Linked DNA regions of Sus scrofa: region 1 is linked to region 2. A link is a contact called in public HiChIP or PLAC-seq data. All regions are on one chromosome and are shown on one strand. The core of a region is the stretch at or near the end of the contact, and the rest is flanking DNA. Distances in the headings are between cores, read along the strand shown.

What was found. HiChIP or PLAC-seq counts read pairs in DNA pulled down with a chosen protein or histone mark.
Region 1: an H3K27ac HiChIP or PLAC-seq map of skeletal muscle shows a contact between it and region 2. The contact joins two enhancer-like sites. A contact is called at or near these places in 3 of 47 Hi-C or Micro-C datasets (psoas muscle and skeletal muscle) and 1 of 2 datasets of contacts at active chromatin or transcription factors (skeletal muscle).

Annotation. Positions count from the first base shown.
Region 1 is chr13:55,051,093-55,056,030 of Sscrofa11.1, forward strand. No RefSeq gene overlaps it. Among named protein-coding and RNA genes, the nearest start is that of PDZRN3, 150 kb to the left of the region's middle. Within about 2 kb of position 3,404, at least 12 of the 83 cell types and tissues checked have an H3K27ac peak or open chromatin away from gene starts, as enhancers often do. A contact at or near this core is called in skeletal muscle, where this site is marked.
Region 2 is chr13:54,864,493-54,869,859 of Sscrofa11.1, forward strand. All of the region lies in intron 3 of PDZRN3 (E3 ubiquitin-protein ligase PDZRN3), which reads right to left. Among named protein-coding and RNA genes, the nearest start is that of PDZRN3, 38 kb to the right of the region's middle. Within about 2 kb of position 2,174, at least 7 of the 83 cell types and tissues checked have an H3K27ac peak or open chromatin away from gene starts, as enhancers often do. A contact at or near this core is called in skeletal muscle, where this site is marked.

The sequences.
Region 1 (4,938 bases), core at 2,154-4,653, 190 kb after region 2:
AATTTACTTTAAAGATGTCCTAGATTGATAATGTATCTAGCTAGTGGTAGAAGCAACTCAGATTATCTCTGGAGGAAGCCATCTTCAACTTAAATCACATAGAATCCCTACAAACACTTTTTAAGGATAATGACAAACATACACAATTAAAAATAATCAAGCATGTAAGGAACAAGGCACCAAGAATGAGAACCAGCAGAAACAACAAAGAGCAAAAGAAATTTGTATGGATATCAGATATGGGACTCATCAATAAAATATTATAAATGATAATTTTAGAATGTTTAAATAAATGAAAGACAAGCATCAGAATATCTATAAGCTGTTATCCAACTCCAGAAACAGCAAAGATGAACTCTTCAGTATCCGTGTTGCTGAATATCTTTCCTTTAGTTGTTCCATTCACCTTGACCCTCTAATCAGCCTGTTCTACCAAGTTCTAATTTTAGATTTAGGCCTGGCCTTGAACCCTAGTCCATATGGATTGGAATCCTAAACCATACTTATGAGTTTTTCCATTTCCTTGAGGAGGAGAGCTGATTTTACTTGCTGTACTTTCTTAGTTGAGTTGGAAATGTTCCCATGCAGGGACAGACGTTCTGGGACCTCAGCTTTTCTTAGGGTAGGAACAAATCTCATTCCCTGCCCTCAGTCCATTTTGGTTCCTATTTCACAGAAAACAGGCCTCCAACTGGTTAAAAAAAAATAAGGGAATGTATTATTTCATACAAGAGAAAATCAAAGGTAGGCTGGGTTTAGAAGAGGTTAATTAGCTGTTCAGCAGCAGACCCAAATTCTGTCTTTCTGCATTAACTATCCACACCATTGAGTTCATTCTACACCTAATTCTATTCATCACCTCAAGATGGCTGTTGGTGCAATCAGACAAATGTGTGTCTTTATTCAAGCCCAATCAGAGATAGTGAAAGAGGCACTTTTCCAGTGGATTATTCTCCCCTATAATCTGATTGGGCCACTACAGGTCATGGGAATACTGTGGTCTAAGAAGATTTAATGATTGGCTTAAGGCTGAATTCCTGAGCAAATCACTGGCAAGGAAGAATTCATTTATGTAAATTGTTCGACCAGTGATTGAAACTAGCCCTGTGGGAAAATTTAAGGGGTTGTTATTGTCCTTACAATGACTTAGGGGGAACAAGTGGCTGAGAAGCTAAAGGTTTTGTTAAGCATAAAGAGGATTGTAATGTAATTTCACACAGTAATGAATTGTCCTCTGCTCTGCAAGACATTAAAAAATAACTTTATTAAGATATAATTATTTACCATAGAACTTAAAAGTATACAATCCAATATTTTTTTTGGATTTCTCAAAGTTATGCAACTATGATCACAACCAATTTTAGGACATTTTCATTACCCCTCTCCCTGGCAAATAAACCCCCATAGAAATCTCTCAGCCACATCCTCACCTCCCCAACACACACACCTTAGAAACCTAATCTATCAGAAGATAGTTTTGTCTCTATAGATTTTCCTATTCTAGATTATTTCATATAAATGGCCTTTGGTGACTGGCTTCTTTCACTTAGTATAATGTTTTCAAAATTCATCCATGTTGTAGCATGATTCCCATACTTCATTTTTTTTTAAGTTCAAAAAATACTCCATTATATGGATATACCACATTTTATTTATCTGTCCATCAGTTGACAGACATTTGAGTTGTAACCACTTTTCAACTATTATTAGTAATGCTGCTTGAGGCAGTCACATACAAGTTTTCACATGGACACATGTTTACATTTCCCTTGGATATTTACCTAGGAATGGAATTGCTGGGTCATATGGAAACTCTGTTTAAACTTTTGAAGAACTGCCAGACTGTCCAAAACATTTTATATTTTTACATGATATGCAGATGGAAATACCCCTGTTTCAAATTATTTGAGCCCATTATGCAATCCTGATTTACATATAAACATAAAACATTGTTTGCAGGGTACTTGTGTACACTGAATTTTTACAGTGCAGCCATCTTGTGAACCAAGGAAAGACTTCACCATGTTTGTTGGGAGCTTTACCAGGAGTTGGTCATTGTTTTAGAAAAACTGTCACTTCACTGACAACCATACTTTTTGTTATATTTGAGTTATCAACAAAACACACCTTTTATCAGTCTACACCAGTGGTTCTTAACCATAGGTGAGTCTGCCTATTGCCCCAGGGGTCAATGGCAATGACTGGAGATGTTTCTCTTGGTCTGAGAGGTGGGTGAGAGGGGCTACTAGCCTCTGGGGGCAGAGCCCAGGGATGCTGATAAACATCCTTCAATGCTTAGGGCAGCCCCTAGCACAATGAATTTTCCAGTCCCAAATGTAAGTAGTGTAGAGGTTGAGAAGCCCTGGTATACACACAGAGTTCTCAGATTCACAGTGCATTTTCCACCAGGCACAATCTTCCCACTATTTATTATGTGCTTTAGTGGAGCTGTACTGGGGCATTGTCTGATTGAAACGCATATGATTTTATTATTTGAATTTGTTTGTACCCTTTGCATGGGAGTTAGGGAATGATAGTAACTTTATACATTACGTATCTCTGAATTTCTTTTCATGATAATATAGGGGGAGTACAAATTACATAACTCTGCCAGAATGGGAGCTAGTGGTCTGGGCCTCCCTGGGAGCTGGACTGGGCGTCCTCTGCCAATCCTAGGCTCTGGAAGGGAAAGCTGGACACTGAGGAGAATTGAGAATTCATGAGGAAGAAGGAAGGGACTCCTAGGAAGACAGTCAGCCAGGGGCAATGTACAATGTCATGTTTGCCAAGATCCTGGTTTTAGATCCCTGGGAAAGACTGAATTTATTTCCTACCTTGAATGATTACTGTATACCCTGATCACCTAATAACTCCCATTCTTTCTTCACTTAAATTCATTTCAGTAGAGTCCATTATTCTTACCCCCAAAAGGCTAGAAGTAAAACAAAAGCAGGTGGGAAAATATAAGTGGGAAAACATGGCACAGCATTCTTAGAAGCTGAGAGAAGGACTGCCATTCATATGATTTAAACTTTGTTTTCCCAGTGGTTCTCAGCAGCAACAGATGTTGCTATGGAAAGTCTCCATCTAAGAAGACGACTATAGGTAGGTAGAGAAACTGAAGTTCCATCTTGAGAGGAGTACAAAGCTTGAATGTGGACAGCAGAGACTCCACAACAAAAGATCGATCATGGGAGGAGTAAGAGCTGAAAATACTTCCTGCCCTTGGGAAGTGGATGCTATGAAACTTTCTTTTACTCAGCAGGACTTTGTTCCTGACTGAGGCAAGAGTCAAGAAAGGAAACACTGCCAGAGTTTTTCCTGCTGTAGGGAGCTTACTCGGATCCGTTTCTCAGCTCAGCTTTCTGGCTGCTTACAGAGGGCCAGAGAAATTGGCTCTTCTAGGGCTGGCTGACATTCCCTCTGCAATGGAATTTCCTTTGTTGCAGAACCTGTGGCCTGCCTCATGCTGAGTGCAGATTTTGTTGCTACTCAGGAAAATTTCCTTGAAGTGGCCCCAATTGCCCAATGGTTAGGAATAGGGGGGTGTGAGGGCCCTGGGACCACGTGATATGGAGTATGGCTGTGATCCACAGTTTGGCTACACAAGGGAAAGAGCCCACTGTCACCCCTCAAGAGTATGATTATGTCAGCTGTTTTTTGAAATACGCTTCTCCTGCCCTTGTAAAGGAGTTACTCTTGATAAAGACCAGGGTTAGAGGAAGTGATAGGTGTATTTACGTATGTATATAACCCCTAATGGTTTGAGGTTTCTGTTTCTCCAATGGACTTTGATGTGGAGGAGAAAATAGATGGCAAGAAATCCTTGTCAGAGAGAAGGCTTAGGTGCCCTCCCTACTCCCTCCCCAACAAAGTCTTCTGAACCAGATAGAAAGCAGGTCCTGAAGAGATGAAAAGTTGAAGTGCAGTGGAAAACAGTCATTTCAGCTGGGATTGCTGGTGGGTGTGGCGAGATGACTCAGATTCATGAAAGAGAATCCAAGAGAGGCTGAAAGGGAGAAATGATTTTGGTTGCATATGACTGTTTTGCCTTTGTCTTTCTGGGAACAGGGTTGGGGGCAGGGGCTTCAAGAGGAGAGAATATAGATCATATAGCAGTATTTGGGAAAACCAGAGAAGTGCTTCCTGCCAAGGCCAGCTATATCCTCAGAAAGGATTACAAACCATTTTGGTGACAAAAAGGGTTCCAGCTCTTCATGGACAGAAAATACCAGGCACTTATGTCACCATAAGTCTGTGAGACATTGCCAATGGATCACTGGCAGCCATTAGCAATTGATCAGAGTTAGTACTCAAGATGAGATAGAAGAAAATTAAAGATTCCCCAGTGAAGATCTGAGGGAATATCTTGGACTATGTAAGATGTAGAAATAAGACTAATGTCAAGATTCCAAAGCCTCAAGAATCTTGGGGGAATTCTCTGCTTCCTATCCCAGGACACTGGGGAACCTAGGATAGTTTATATCAAATATTAATAAGAGCAACTTCTATTTATTAAATCTTTTCAATGTACACTGAACTACTTTTGTGTCATTTCATCCTTACATCAGTACTACAAGGGGCTAGTATTCCCATTTTATAGATAAGGGAACTGAGGCTCAGAGAAGTTAAGAAACTTCCTGAGGTCATGCAGCCAGGAAATGGCTGAGCAGACATTCTTACCCAAGAAATTTGAGTATAGAGTATCACTTTGAAGCTCAGAGGGCTTCATTCCAAGCTCATCTCTCCCAGTGTGGGTGAACATGGGGTAAGATAAAGGCATAGCCTAAGACAGACTTTTGGCCAGCTTCCTCAGACGTGTTTATCCCCTAAATTAGCTGTGTGGAGATTCCTGCCATCCACCATCTCCCTTCTCTGTTAGTAGAGGGTGGACCCTGTCATAAGGAGAGACACGCAGAGATTGTAAGCTGACACCAC
Region 2 (5,367 bases), core at 924-3,423:
GAGAACATTTCAGCTTTGAGCTGGCTGGGACACAAACATAAAAGCAAATGCCCAACTCTACACAATTTTAATTTCCTTTCTTGGCTCAAGTGTTTAAAGGGTTTAAAAAAAAATTCAGTTGTTCTATATAAATGTATATAGTCTTATCATTCTAGAACTTAGGAATTCAAGTTTTAAGGTTTCTGTCAATAAATGTTATTTTAAAAAGAGCAGAAACGGGTCTCTGAAGACATTTCTACCTGATTTCTTCACTTTTACTCACACTTGCATTGTTTTTAGCTTAATATTAATTCCGTGAGGACATTCATCTAGTTTCAACTTGTCACCTTTTCTCCTAAATATGGCACAGAACCCAAATCTTGAACATTTTAGCACAAAGATAACAGCAGAAAGGTAAGATAAATCTGTTTACTACATCAGACTGTAAACATTGCATCAGTCATCATCCTGGGCTGTGATCTAGGGGCAAAAAGCAGTGAAGACCTTCCCCAAGGCCTTCGTCTAAAGCTCTCATTTGCATTTCCCTCCAAAGAAGCCCTCAGAAAGTTCTACCAAGGTTTATGGCTTCACTGACAGCTTAGTTTGATGAAGTAACTGTGACAGGGGAATTATTTCCTGGAACATGTACCAAAATTCCACAGCAACAATAATGGTGAAACTTCACCTAAAAAAATGACACACCCAAAATAAAAGTGAGTAAAAGCATCTTCCAGAACTTCACTGCTATTGATTTTATGTTGCTAAAACTTGGTCCCCACAGGGGCTAAGACTGAAGTCAGTGACAGGACAATGACAATCACCAAGTCAATGACCAATGTTAAATATTTTCCAAATATGATGGCAAAGCCTATAGCCTCATAAGCAAAGAATGCAACTGCTAAAGGGAACTCAGACTGAGTTAACCAGAGGGAACACAATTTCCTCCATCTTACTGCTGAAAGTGACAAAGAACAATGTTGACATAAAATATAGAGACTGGGGAGTTCCTGTCATGGCTCAGTGGTAACAAACCTGACTAGTATCCATGAGGACTGGCCTCACTCAGTGGGTTAAGGAGCTGGCATTGCTCTGAGCTGTGGTGTGGGTCGCAGATGCAGCTTGGATCATGAGTTGCTGTGGCTGTAGTGCAGGCCAGCAGCTACAGTTCCAATTTGACTCCTGCCTGGGAACTTCCATATGTCATGGGTGTGGCCCTAAAAAGACAATAAAATAAAATAAAATATGAAGACTGGAATTTATAAATGTACTAGACTTTTTTAAGTTTTGTTTATAAAACCCAATGTGATATACCAAAAACTGAACTCTTGATTTCCCTATATAACCATGATATTTCTTTTAAAGAAAAAAGCAAAAACAGGGCTTCCTTATGATTTCTGACAGGCCCATTTACTCCCTTGCTTCCAAATATAAAAGGAACTCTACTCCCAAATTCCCCTCAGGCACTGGAGATGAGTCTATTTTAAGCCAATGTTATTTCTGTATGGACAGCTGGCTGATTCCACCTGTCTGCAGAAGGTGTTGTCAAAGTGTCAAATGTCCCTGAGACCTCATGACTTACTATCACCTGCCTTCAAGGCTTCTAATGTTAGACTTCCTGCAGCTTTGCCCTCAGGAGCTGGTCATGTGACTTGAAAAAATCTATTTTTTTCTGAGAACAATGCAATTACAAAGCTTCATAGCCAAGTCCCTGCTCTGCTCAGGAGTTTATACACAAGCAGGATCCTCCTTGGTCCATTTATAATCAACTGCAACTTCCCAGGGAAAACTCCTCCTCCACAGAGTCCAAGACAGGCTGAGCTCAGAAGCCTGTGTGGGTGTAACTGACCAGCTTACCCCTAGGACTCTGTAAGTCATTCATGACACACGGCACTCAGAACATTTACATCCACCATCAGGCAGATACACATTTCCTCCATGAGAGGAGAAAACACCCTGCACACCACAGCTTCGCAAAAAGAAGCAAGTTAGGCTTCCAAAGCCTGGTCCGAGGTCCCCTTCGTAGTCAGTCCATCATGACGCCAGGGGCCGCTATCTGATGACCTCCATGTTGGTGGTCGACGCAGTCCACGAACTTTGCCTCAGGCAAGAAGTTCCTAAGTAGAAAGCTGACAGGTAGCAGAGCTTAATTTTCTAAATACAGGCACAGATCCTAATAGATCTGACTCCATGCTTTGGCAAGAGGTTGGGAGGTAGATGAGTCACCAGAGACCCAACAGACTCCAGGGTACAATATCACAAAAAGATACATGGTCTTTCCTCCAAAATAGAATGTTGCCAAACTCTTGGCCACTGCCTTTTAGTGAGCCAAGAAATCAACTCAGTGGGTGGCAAACAGCATTAAAAGGAAAAGAATAAAATGAAATACCAGAACTGCTCTCGATTTCTAAGATAAATCTCTCTCATGAAGCTTTTTTTTTTTTCCAATTTTTATACACATATGCCAGGACCCACTTCCGGGGTGAGGGCTGTGCTGGGTTGTGTATAAAATCTATTTCTTAGCAAAAAGGTTTGCAAATGTCCTTCAAAGAGCAGTGTAGCAGGAGAAGCTGTTGGGGTAGGACTTAAATATCTAAGTTCTGGTCCTCGATTGACAAATGTGCACACTAGGTCCCTGTTGGCCTCTACCCAATATTCTGTGATAATCTAAGTGGGATAGGACAGTTTTTCAAAAATTTATAAAAATAAATACAACTTTATCAAAGATGAACCCTCTGATGTCTTTGCCTCTGAAATTCTTTTCTTTTATTTTTTTATTTTATTTTTTTTTCTTTTTAGGGCCACACCTGCGGCATAAGGAAGTTTCCAGGTTAGGGGTCGAATCGGAGCTACAGCTGCTGGCCTACACCACAGCCAGAGCAACAGGGGATCCAAGCCATGTCTGTGATCTACACCACAGCTCACGGCGCTAGATCCTTAACCCACCAAGCAAGGCCAGAGGTAGAACTTGTATCCTCATGGATGCTGGCCAGATTCATTTCCATCGAGCTACAACGAGAACTCATGCCTTTGAAATTCTCGAACGGTGACAGAATTACACCCCCTTGTGTGGTGGATCCTAACCCCCAAAAGCTCTTCACTCCTTCACCAACTGAACTCAAGGCCTACACAAAATGTTGAGCTTAAACAGGTACATGGCAATGGTGTGCAAGATGAAGTCTGGAGCACTTGACCTTAGCGGAGGTGGTTCTGGGCTATGGCATTAAAGGACCCGGTTGACATGATGAGCAAGTTACTCTGCTGTCAATCTGCAACCTGTCTGACTGCAGGTTCTGTCTAGAGAAATTTGAGCCCAAGTGTTCATAAAATACATGTTATCAAGTTGTAACACATGTACAGGAGGTGAATACATCTTAAGGGGACATCCTGACGCATTTTCACGGCCTGAGCATATCCACTGACAATTTTCCAGAGGAAGGATAGAATGGGACCAGAAGCTCTCCTAGGTCTGCTCCCAGTCACCCTCCTCATTTCCAATTCTCACAATAATTTTGCTCTTTAAGAGTAAGCAAGGCTCAGAACCAGAGTCACCTGCAAGCAACAGTATCTAGACAAAATTGACTAGCTCTACACTTTTTACCATTACCCTCTCTTTACAGCATGTGCAAATGGTTTTCCACTTGCAATCATGACATTTGGTTTCCTCAAAAAAAAAATAAATCTAGATGAAAGAAAGCATGCTGCTTTAAGAAGAGTGTTAAGCGTTGAACAAAACAGGTGCTACATATATGGTGAAGACAGGGCAGGTGGTATATAACTGACAAGTCTGAGAAACACCTGTTCAAGGTTTGCTGATTAGTCTGAAATGCTCAACTGACTTTCTGACAATCCTTCACTATGATTTTCCAAGATTATGGTGGATTCTCTCCCCCAACCTCCAGGTTGCATCAGACAGACTAATTTCCTCCCTTGCATAATCTTAAAATAGTTTAAGGATTTGCCCTCCCTGGAGATGATACAATGTTATATTTATACCCCTCTGGCTTGTACTTCTCATAAAGAAGCATCCTGCTTACTTAAAACCAATATAAGGTGATTCTGAATGAGAAGAAACATCCATCTTTCTCAAACCTCCACTATTTTAAGGAGTTTTATTTTGTTTGTACTTTAGGGCTGCATCTGCAGAATATGGAAGTTCCCAGTTTAAGGGTCAAATTGGAGCTACAGCTGCCAGCCTGTGCCACAACCACAGCAACACTGGATCAAAGCCACATCTGTAACCTACACTAACAGTTCAAGTCAACGCCAGATCCTTAACCCAATAAGTGAGGCCAGAGATCGAACCCACATCCTCATGGATTCTAGTTGGGTTCATTTCCACTGAGCCACAACCAGAACTCCTATTTTAAGTTTTAAAGGGTCACTTAGGACTGGGATCAGTTATAACAAAAGGCCAAAAACATGATATTGAAAGCTTTTAATCATTTAATTATGGCAACAACAACAACAAACCCTTCCATGGACTTAACGTTTAAACAAACTAAAGGAGCAAGGAAAATATTTCAATTGACATAGCAACTTCCTTTCTTGCCCTCTTCTCTCTCAATTAGTGTAATTCCCTATATGTTCTATTAAATCTAGTAAGTTCAGCAGATGAAACTTTAAGCATTTCATTTATGAGATGTACTTAACGTATCAAGTAAATTCATCTAAGCTTACCTCTGAACAGGCTTTGCAGTAATTAAATAACACTGTCAAAACAAAGATTTCCTTGCCTGCACTTTACATAATACCACCTACCCAAAGGAGTCTCCTTTCATTTCTTAACAAAGTATAAAAAAAGAGGCTTTAAACAAGGACTATATTTAAAACAGCTTAAAACTTCATCTGATTTGTCCTGGGTCTGCAATGAGCAATCCACATGAGATAAAGGCAAATCTCACAAGTAACTAGTGTGAAGTCAACGTATTCAGGCATTTATATAATTCATTCACAGATTCATGTATGCATATATTCATACATAGAGTCAAACACATAATACAGTTTTAATAAGCTCTTTAAGCAATCCTAGAAAAATCTTATTTGTCCAAACACAGTCAATTAAAGGTCTGTGGCTAATAAAAGTTAGAGTGTGGTTTAGAACTTGATGAAAACACAGATACCAAGATTAAGGTAATGTTTCTCTGAAAATAATTCAGCCAAACATGGCATTAAATGTCCTTCCTCTCTTTGATCATGTTTCTCTCTGCTGTTTCATTACCAAAGGCCCTTAGATATCAAGAGATGGATCGGGGCAGCTGAATGAAAAACTGATAAACTTCACCAATTTTGTTACCATGATCACTAGTCCTTTTAAAGGAAACAGGCAAAAAATAATTCTTTTTTTCTGGTTTTTAATCTTACCTTTCAGCCACCAAAAAAATGTACGAT